Linked DNA regions of Sus scrofa: region 2 is linked to region 1. The links are chromatin contacts, called in public promoter capture Hi-C maps. All regions are on one chromosome and are shown on one strand. The core of a region is the stretch at or near the end of the contact, and the rest is flanking DNA. Distances in the headings are between cores, read along the strand shown.

Region 1 (5,702 bases), core at 611-3,110:
ACTGAGCAAGGGCAGGGATCGAACCCGCAACCTCATGGTTCCTACTCGGATTCGTCAACCACTGCACCACGACGGGAACTCCTATTATTGTCACATTAAATGTAGGTGATTCTCTTTACAAGCTGAAGTTGCCAGATAGACAGCTGTCAAAGTGGATGGTTTCTTTTCACAGATTTTGAAAAACATAAACAAGTTCAGTTTAGTGATGGGCATATGTGTGACTTTGTAGTTTCTGTTCATTTTTTCTGTGCTTAAAACGTTCAGAATAAGAAACTGGAAAAAAAGAAGACATGCATAGCCAAATCCAATCCATTTCAAACAGTCCATTTTATGCTTTACCTACCTCTTTGAGGGCTTTTCTTGTAGAGTCCAGGACAAACTGACTTATCCCTTTTCCAAGTTTTTCTGGTACGTTTTTTTTTTTTTTTTCAAGGATTGCACCTAGGCAGCATAAGGAAGGTCCCAGGCTAGGGGTCAAATCAGCACTACAACTGCCAGGCTATGCCACAGTCACGTGGGATCCGAGCTTGGTCTTTGACCCACACTACAACTCACAGCACAGCAGGATCTCCCACCCACGGAGCGAGGCCTGGGATTGAATATACATCCTCATGGATACCAGTCAGATTCATTTCCGCTGTGCCACAAAGGGAGCTCCTCTCCGGTACTTTTAATTTAGCATTTAACAGTCTGCCTTGTCCCGGTCCAAATAAATACATCATATATTTCCGGAAGACAAAGTGTAAGGTTCTGGTAGAGGGGTACAATAACAGCATATAGAAAGTGAACACCTGTCTTAGATTTATTTTGAGACAGTCTTTACTAGTCAAGAGTTGTTAGTAACAAGATTTAGGGGGGAGGGATGAGAGCCTAAATTAGGATGGAAGCAATAAAAATAAAAAGTTCTGGGAATTCTGGAAAACGTTAATACTCTTCATTTACACTTGGCTTCCATTAGTTTTCACAAACAGACATCCAAGCCTGGACACCTTTACAAATCCCCTGGCTTTGTAACATCACCTTTACAAATCCCCTGGCTTTGTAACATCACAGTTATCTCTAACTGGGAGAGCGACTTTAAATAGAATTCTTCAAGCATTTATTTCCAACTCGCTAAGCTAGGAGCTTTTAGATAAGGCTTCATCTTACACCCTTGTTTCCAAAACCTTTCTCCACACCCACACACGTAAACAGTAATAGACAGCCCTAGGGCTATTTGTAAAATCAAATTTACTTAAGTGATTCAGATTCCCACTGTTTAAATTTTAAGCACAGAACAGTCTTCGCCTTGAGTCCAGCAATGTGAACTTTTGGCTCCTTAAAGCAGAAGCGATCTGGGTGGGTCAGAGAGTAAAAAAAAGTCAAGTTCGAAAGCCCGGGGGCTGTCTTTGCGCCAGGATCCTGGTCACTGCCCTTTGACCCAGATTCTTCGCCAGCCTACCGGCCCCCTCTTAATCCTCGCCTCCGCCGCTTCCTCCCCCTCGCGGTTCCATCTCCGCACCGCTGGCAGCCTCCGCTTCTCCCCAAGAGGGCGGGTAGTCTGAACTCAAAGGCCTAGTGGGAAGCGGGGCCTCTTCAGGAACCACCTCTGCGGAAGAGTCAGGCCCCAGAAGCGCGCCAGACCCCTTCCCAAGATGGCGCGCACGGCGTAGGCGAGGCCAAGAGTGAGCGTTCAGCTAAATCCCGCACACTCAGCGGGTTCCGTCTTCCACGTCCCTTTCAAAGACTCTCTTCGCAGGCCCCGCCCCCTCCCGCCCCAGAGCTCGGTGCGGGTGGGCGGGGCCCGGTGAGTCATGCGACCAAATTTAAGCGGTCTTGACCCAGAGGGTGGTTTAGAGATTGAGTCACCGGACCGGTTGGCGGCATGGCAGCGATGTTTAGGCGAAGCTGCAGGGTGAGAGGAAGGGCAGGGCTCGGCGGGGTGGGGAATGGAGGTTGCGATGTTTGGTGAGGGGGACCTGGACCGAAAATAGGTGCGGTCGGGGTGGGGGGAGATTCTGCTTCCGGGGCGCCTTGGCTCTCCTTACCCAATCCCGGGCAGCGGCTGGGATTACAGGCCCTCGCCTGGCTTTCGCGCCCACCCTTCCTCTCATTGTGGGACTGAATACTTCTGGGGTTTTCGCTCTTAACTCTATCCCCTCGGCACCTGCTCTCTATGTAGGCGGCGTCCACTTTTCAGAATATCCTTTTTCTTTCTCTGGGCTGAGATCCTTCCAAAGATTTCCCATCCTACACCGAAGTACATCTATCTCCGAATTGGGCGGGGAATTACAGAATTACACCCAGTTTTTGCCGAACTAGAGTAGTATCTCGGAGAAAATTCTCTACCGGCTATCTCCAGCCTAGGACGGAAGTCATAAATTTCATTCTGCAATTGATGTATACTGGAAAGTGCACAACTCAGATGAACTTGAATCTTGGGTGTCTGCCAAGTCACGGGGAAAAGGAAAATGGAGCAGCTGCCCTTCAGGATATTTAATATGGTTAATAACACTTGGTTTTGTAAGAAGGAGAGGAACGCTTCCACATTGTGTGCCTTTACAAAAAGGGGGGATGGAGTTCCCTGGTAGCCTAGTGAGTTAAGGATTCAGTGTTGTCACTACTGAGGGGAAGGTTGATGCCTGGCCCTCTTTGTGCAGCAGGAGCAGCCAAAAAACAATTTTTTTTAAAAGAAAATCCTACAGCAGAATTTTTCTTAAAGCTTTTTGTATATCCTAGTGTTGTCTCCTGTTTTTTTTTGGGGGGGGGGGGGTTGGCTTCATTTACCCGGAGGCATATGGAAGTTCCTAGGCTGGGGTTGAATTAGAGCTGCAACACTGGATCCCAGCTGTGTCTTCACTACAGCTCACAGAATCGTCAGATCAATAACCCACTGAGCAAAGGCCAGGGTTTGAGCTCTTGTCCTTTGCTCATGGATACTGGTGGGGTTCATTACCACTGAGCTACAATGGGAACTCCCTCACAGACTTTAAATTGTTTGAGTTACTAGGTATATTTTGCTGTCTTAAATATTATTGATATAGTCACATAAGACTGCCACTTAAACTTCATTTTAATTAAGAAAGTTATGTCCTCGACCAAAATAGTAGCAGTTTTAGAGTTTAGAATAATTCTAATGCCTGTTGTCCAGTATTTGTCATTGCTGTATACGTTAATGGGCTCTGACAGCAGAAATTGGGGGAATTTTTTTTTTTTTTTTTTTTTTTAGGGCCACACCCAAGGCATATGAGAGTTCCTAGGCTAGGAGAAGTTGGAACTGTAGCTGCAGGCCTATGCCACAGCCACAGCAGCTAGGGATCTGAGCCATATCTGCACCCTACACCAGGTAGGATCCTTTAACCCACTGAATGAGGCCAGAGATCATACCTTAGTCCTCATGGATTCTAGTCAGCTTTGTTACCACAGAGCCACAATGAGAACTCCAGGCAGAAATTGGGGGATTTAAAAAATGATTTTAGGAGTCCCTGTCGTGGCTCAGCAGAAACAAATCCACGAGGTTTTGGTTTTATCCCTGGCCTTGCTCAGTGGGTTAACGATCCGGCGTTGCCATGAGCTGTGGTGTAGGTCGCAGTCTTGGCTTGGATCTGGCATTGCTGTGGCTGTGGTGTAGGCCGGCAGGTGTATCTCCAATCAGACCCCTAGCCTGGGAACCTCCATATGCTTCGGGTGCAGCCCTAAAAAGCCAAAAAAAAAAAAAAAAAAAAAAAAACCCTGATCATCTCATTAATTACCCAATATTGGCCCCATTTTCCAGGTTTGAAAAGAAGTTAATTGCAGGTCTCTGGGAATTGCCCTTGGCTTTAGCAACCTTTGTACTCAGTGTAACATGTTTTCCTAAAAAAACCATATAGAAATTTTTTGTAAATTATTTTAAATACAGTAATAATCCCTTATTTAAAGTCTTTCAGCTCACCATTTTACCTGTATTGGTGAATTTAGAATTTTCATGCAGTGCTATCTAAACATACATTTAGAAGAGTCAAGTTTTTGGTCTTTTTCCTGGGATTTTTTTTTTTCTTTATAGAATCTAATAACCAATTAGGATACTAAATTGAAGGATTGATACAGCAAAGTGGTTGATAGCATGAGCTCTTAATATAAATGTCAGAGCAATAATCCTGATTCCTTTCACCCACTGAGTGAGGCCAAGGATCAAACCCTCATGGTTCCTAGATTTGTTTCCACTGTGCCGCAACAGGAACTCCTATGTTGTCCCTTTATTTTATTTATTTATTTATTTTGTCTTTTTGTCTTTTCTAGGGCCGCTCCCGTGGCACATGGAGATTTCAAAGGCTAGGGGTCTAATCAGAGCTGTAGCCACCAGCCTACAACAGAGCCACAGCAACAAGGAATTAGAGCCGCCTCTGCAACCCACACCACAGCTCTCGGCAACGCCGGATTGTTAACCCACTGAGCAAGGGCAGGGAACAAACCCGTAACCTCATGGTTCCTAGTTGGATTTGTTAACCACTGCACCACAACGGGAACTCCTATTATTGTCACATTAAATGTAGGTGATTCTCTTTACAAGCTGAAGTTGCCAGATAGACAGCTGTCAAAGTGGATGGTTTCTTTTCACAGATTTTGAAAAACATAAGCAAGTTCAGTCCTTGGTCTTTTAGTATATTGTTGAGTTTCTCTTTTCTTTCAATGTCTAGCTTACTAGAATTGCCTAGAAATAGTTTCATCAAAAATACTTGAAGTGTAAATTGTGTAATTTTGGCTGTTCTTAAACAATTACTCAAAAGTTCCAGTATGGTTTCCAGTTTGATAACTTTAATAAATGTAAGTGGTTACTTTTTGTGTACCTTGAACTGTTAAGGGTATAAAAATGGCTTGCAAAGCAATGATACCATATTTTTATGTTTTTGAAGAAATATAAGTATATTTCAGATAGTAAGACAAGTAGTATATTAATGGTTTATAGTAGAGTTGACAAACTTTTTGTAAAGGGACAGTAACTGTTTTTGACTTTGTGGACCATATGGTTTCACAACTCTGCTATGAAAGCAGAAATAGACAAGATGGTATGGCTGTGTTCCAGTAAAATTTTATTTATAAAACTGGTTGGTACCATAGTGTGCTGACTCCTGGCTTAGAATATTTTGAGAATACTTCCAGAGAACAGCAGAACATATAGAACTTGGTTTTGTCTTATTTATTTTGTTAAAGTGAGATATCTTAGAAAATGGGATCCTCCAAGGAGAAAATTCCTAGAGGCACGCCTGGGAGGCTCACAGGGACGGTATCAACGTTAATGGTTAATGTAGTGCAGTGGGTTAATGATCTGGCTTCTCTCTGTGGAGGCACTGGTTCAGACCCCAACCCAGTACAGTGGATTAAGGATCCAGTATTGCTGCAGCTGTGGTGTAGGTCACAGCTTCAGCTCAGATTCAGTCCCTAGCCAGGCAACTTCCATATACTGTAGATACAGCCCCAAGAGAAACAAAACAAGAACAAAAAAAGTTGATGGACTAGGCAACTCTAGAACATAGTATAATAACAGCCTGTTGTTGCTCCCTATCCCAGCTTCCCAATCACAAGTGTTCTAGAGCTTGTTGGGGAGATTTCTTGAATAGTGGTCCTAAGTCTACTAGTACCCCTGAGTGTTACTTCTCTTAAAAACACTCCATTTTGGTAGTGCAAATACTACTAATTAGTTTTATTTGCATTGGGTTTAAATTTTTTTTTCCTTTATCCGT
Region 2 (5,083 bases), core at 1,890-4,389, 860 kb before region 1:
GTGAGTTAGGCACTGTGCCAAGGCAGAGAGCACAGAGGGCAAGAACAATCCCCAGCCCTGCCTCACTCTGCCCTAATCTACACTGGCCTCTAGGCACACACACTGTGTAAGAGAAACTCTATGCACTTTCGGTACCTACCAACCTCCCACCTATTTATTTCTTTCAAGCTCTCACATCTATCTCTTCACCAACAGACATCACTATTATCCTCAAAGATTGAAGCAATAATAAAAGCAAAATTACCTTGAAATAAAATCTGTCAAAAATAGCTAGCACATATATTTTCTCCATCCAATTTTAATTTGCAAAGTTGGGAAAAAAGAACAAAGCAGATTCATCCTTAATCCTGGATTTAGAAGTGCCCCCTCCCCACCACCTTGCCCAGGACTACACCTTTATCCCACGGAATCTGTAAGGAAACTGGGCATCACCTTCACAGCCCAGACCTCTACTTTGCTTCTGGTGCTCTTATTTCCCACTGAGCCTCTGCCACTATGACTGATCACGCTCTAATTCGCACTCATTGTCTTTAAACCTTCTCAACTGGTTGTTATTCACTGAACACAAGGTCATCATCTGCCTCATGATATAGGTGCTATGTTAAAAAAAATAAAAATAACACAACACACTAATAATAACTCTTAAACTTTTGCATTACCTGATTTCTTCTAAAAAGTATATCTTTCACATCCATGATATTAATATTTTCACAACAGGTAGAGAAGCAACGGTCATCGAAACCACCATTTAGGAGTTCCCTTGTGGCTTAGGGGGTTAATAACCCAGCACTGTCACTGCTGTGGCTCTGTTTGCTGCTGTGGCACAGGTTCGATCCCTGGCCTGGGAACTTCTGTATGCCATAGGCATGGCAAAAGAAAAAAAAAAAGAAAATAAAACCACTATTTAATCATATGCAGAAGTGGAAATAAAATGTCTATCCATTGTATGTAAGAGAAAATATTCAAGGGGTTAAAAAGACTTACCAGGGACACACTGAAGCAGAGTAGGAACCCAAGTCCCACATCTTAAATGTTGTTAGGTATTTTTTTCCTTTACTGTACAATCCTTTTTATCTCACCTTTTGAAATACTGGCATTGAGGACCTTTAATTTCTTAGATACATAATTTGTAACAATGATAATGAGATGGACTGAGCTTTTTAGGGCAGCACCTGTAGCATATGGAAGTACCCAAGCTAGGGGTCAAATCAGAGCTGTAGCTGGCGGCCTACAGCAAAGCCACAGCAGTGTAGGCAGGATCCAAGCCACATTTGTGACCTACACCACAGCTCACAGCAATGCTGGATCCTTAACCCACTGAGCGAGGCCAGGGATCAAACCCACATCTTCATGGATACTAGTTGGGTTTGTTACCACCGAGCCATCATGGAAACTCCCTGAAAATTTTCAAATGCCCATAAATTAAGGGATCTACTAGTGATACACAGGATGTGATTCCATTAGGAAAACTGACAATTACCTTATCTGTAAAATGGGGCCAACACTCCCTAGCAGAGGATCCCTGTGAAGACTAACTGCAACAGCACATGGTGAGTGCTTCAGAACAGCCTGGCTGCTCTAAGCTCTACTCTTCAGAATAAATCATGTGCAGTCAGTAGCACGCTTGTCACACTGTGTGTGTGTTTTTAATTAAGCTCAACTTGAAATGGGTTTTTCTATTTATCAAATATAAAGAATTATTTACAGCACCTTGGTTTAACGTTTGGTTTTACTTTTCATCTATGGAAGGTTGCCAAGCATACTTTGCAAATGGAGGAAAAACAGAATTTAAAATTTGTTCTCAGTGGTCTCTTCCAAGCTATGCTTAAATGAAAATTAAAGGGAGCGGAAATTGTTGGAAATCCATTTTAACACAGAATGAACAGATCAGTTCACAAAGCTGAAGCAAAAGCACATTATGAGAAAAGCAAAAGAAATTCTTAAATAACACTTAAATCAGAATATCTAGCAAAAAAAAAAACTTGTAAAGAAAAATCAATCATTACAAAATGTGCCTCTGTTGATTAAGAATTACTTGGGTATGTATATTATTTATTAGTCTTAACCTAGAAAAAAATTAAAAGTAGACAAAACTCTTCTGGCTAGGTGACCTTGTCAGGTAACTTCACTGACCTGGATCTCAGACCCTACTTCAGATAGGAAGGGGTGGAGGAGGAGCTGAATAGATAATTATTCGAAACCCCTCCAGGTATTCTGATGAAAAGACTTCTGCAACTGGCAGAGCTGGGGGAGCAGAGCTCAGGGGAATTTATTTCTGCTGACCAGACAGGCGTGGCGCTTCCCAGTGGCTTCGGGTGGGAATCACGCAACCATTTCCACTTGCTGAGGACAAACAGTGCAAACTTTAGCCTTGAAGTGGTTCAATCATTAACACACCTTCCTTGGTCTCTGAGATAAGTCTTCTCTAAGAACTGGTTTAATATTTAACGATGTTAACAGAGTATTATGTAATTTTAATTCTTCTGAAGATCCTCCCCGTTGGGGGCCACGAGGGTGGTGGTGAAAAAAATCAACACATTTCTCTCCAAAAGTAAGACGGCAACTCTGAAAGCAAAGCAAGAGCAAAGGCCTGACAGAAAAGCAATGGGAACTCGAAAGGAGAAATGGGCTCCTCCAGCTGGCGGTGGGCTGGGGGCCACAGCGGCCGCGCGCGGCCGCAGGAAATCACAGCCCGGGCAGGGGTGCAGGGAAGTCAAGCGGGGAGCAGGCCGGGGGAGTATCAACGGGCACCCAGCAGTGGGGCGGAAACGATGACCCTTGCTGGAAAGTAAAGCTGAGCCCCCAGGACCAGCAAGTAAAACTGCCTTGGTGACTTGCAGCCCCTGGAAGGGAACGACTTTAGCCACCAACTCCATATTCACCGATTCCCCTGGAAGACGGAATACGGGGCAGGAGTGCAGTCAAAATTCAGCTCGGCTCCTTTAGGACCAGCGGCGGGGAAACTCCTTTAACCACTTACCCGGGTCTAGAGTGAGAAACCAAAACTTGCGACAATTCCCTCAGATGTCAGGCGGGAAAGGGGCGGGCCCGGCCGGCGCTGTGATTTCAGGCTCCACCTCGCCCCGCCCCCAGGGGCGGGCCCGAAAAGGTAGTTTGGACCTTTTCGGCCACCACTGGCTGCTACAATATGGCTGCACCCAGGGAAAGGCTAGGCTAACGTGAAAGTACAGACCCTAGCTCTCTCGTCGTATGGATCGGAGGGCAGAGTTCAAGAGATGGAAGGCGCAGTGTCTAAGCAAAGCGGACTTCAGCCGGAAGGGCTGTGTGGACGAGGATGTGGTAGAGATCGTGCAGCTCCTGAATGGTCGAGAACAGTTTTTCACTACCAGTTCCTGCGCTGGCCGCATCATCCTTCTAGAGCAGGTGAGGACCCTTCTTGATGTCTTTGCAGCGGCTGCCTTGTAGTGTGCAAAACCGGGAGCCCCGTGCCTACTCAGTGTAACACTTTGTTTGGCTTTGTCCTTCTGATTCGTGGTCTCGGTCACCACCCCCCCCCCACACACACACCGCTTTTTAGGATCGCTCTCGCGGTATACGGAAATTCCCAGGGTAGGGGTCAAATCGGAGCTGCAGCTGCCGGCCTACACCACAGCCGCAGCAACACTAGATCCGGGCCGCGTCTGCCACCTACACCGCAGCTCACTGCAACTATGGATCCCCACCACCTAGAGAGGCCAGGGATGAACCCGCATTCTCGTGGATACTAGTGGGGTTCGTTTCCGCTGCTCCACAATTGCAATTTCTTGGTTTCTTTATCAAGGCAAACGAGAGGGTTACTTAGACCAGTGTTTCTAACATTTTAATGTGTCTTTTAATCACTTGGAGATATTTAAAAATACATTCTGGTTCAGTAGGTTTAGGAAGGGCCTAATCTGCATTTCTAACAAGCCCCCAGGTGATGCTGGAACTGTTGGCCTGGGGATGCTCTAGATTGCAAAAGTTAGAGGAATACTAAGGGAATTTTAAAACTTTACAGCTTGGCAAGGCGTCTGTCTTCTTGTCAACCGCTCAACAAAATCATTGTGAACTTTTTGTAGTTTGTCTTGATTAAGAAGCTGGCTGCCTCCTAGTGGTTCACTCCGTTGTTACAGCTCTGGTAATTTTTACCTTACCTGAAGCGTACAGTAGTATATAGTCTGAGATAGTGGTTAGTCCCTCAGGCTTTCGAGTGATACTGCTAGATTCTAAACCAGTTATGCGAATTACTGGCTATGTGAATTTAGGGAAATTATCTAAACATAGGCCCTTCCTGTTCCATGAACTAAGAATAATAAAGAGTATCCACTTCATAGGGATTTTATGTAGAGGAAATGGGGTAATTTATTTGAAACCTTTCGCATCGTGCCTGGCATATTAACTGCACTATAAAAGTTAGCTGTGTGTTAATTTTAACATTAGGATTGAATTCAGAGCATGAAAGACAGCACACTCATAAACCCATTCTTTCAATCTCTCGCTGACAGATCATTTGATGGTTTCCCAGGTTACCAGCCTGTTGTTCATTCTTATATGGCTTCCTCCTGAGCACTCCTGCTCAGCTTGCTCTCTGTTTTCCCCCATTTCTACTGTCCTGTCTTACTTAGATTTCTGTAGGGGGTTTTTTCCTAACGGGTCACTGAACTACCAGTCCCTCTACCCTAAATCATGTTACATACACACTGTTAACAGATACCCCTTTCTAAAAGCAGTACTCTGCTTGTCACTCATCTATGCTGAAATACTCTAGTACACCTTTCACCTCTGTTACCCACTATGGCTGTTCATCTTAATCTGTTACTGAAACTGAACTATACTCTTTTTCCTCTGGATATTTACCTACCTTTGCTTTTGCTCATGTTTATTTTTCCAGCAGTTTCCCCCATCTTGGTATATCGGATATGCCTCCCAAACTCCCCTTTCCCACTTGAACAAAAACACACACATCCACGTGGAAGCAGTGACTACTTCTGAACTGCGTTAGGACTTTTTCTGAACTGCTTTTAATTTTATGTATTATCTTTTTTTTTCTTATTCGTTTTATTTTTATTTTTCTTCCCATTATGTCCACACCCTCCTCTTTTTT

The links. Promoter capture Hi-C pulls out the DNA fragments that hold promoters and counts their contacts.
Region 2: a contact with region 1 is called in a promoter capture Hi-C map of liver, with 11 times the contacts expected there. The contact joins the promoter of TYW3 here to the promoter of ACADM in region 1. A contact is called at or near these places in 3 of 5 promoter capture datasets (fetal liver, fetal skeletal muscle and liver), 5 of 47 Hi-C or Micro-C datasets (heart right ventricle, liver and skeletal muscle) and 2 of 2 datasets of contacts at active chromatin or transcription factors (alveolar macrophages and skeletal muscle).

Annotation. Positions count from the first base shown.
Region 1 is chr6:137,571,702-137,577,403 of Sscrofa11.1, reverse strand. ACADM (acyl-CoA dehydrogenase, C-4 to C-12 straight chain) reads left to right here and starts at 1,860. Exons shown (of 12, transcript NM_214039.1): 1 at 1,860-1,894. The coding sequence starts at 1,865.
Region 2 is chr6:138,433,351-138,438,433 of Sscrofa11.1, reverse strand. It overlaps TYW3 (tRNA-yW synthesizing protein 3 homolog), which reads left to right and starts at 3,139. Exons shown (of 6, transcript NM_001044583.1): 1 at 3,139-3,384. The coding sequence starts at 3,211. It overlaps CRYZ (crystallin zeta), which reads right to left and starts at 3,029. Exons shown (of 10, transcript NM_001044584.1): 1 at 2,981-3,029.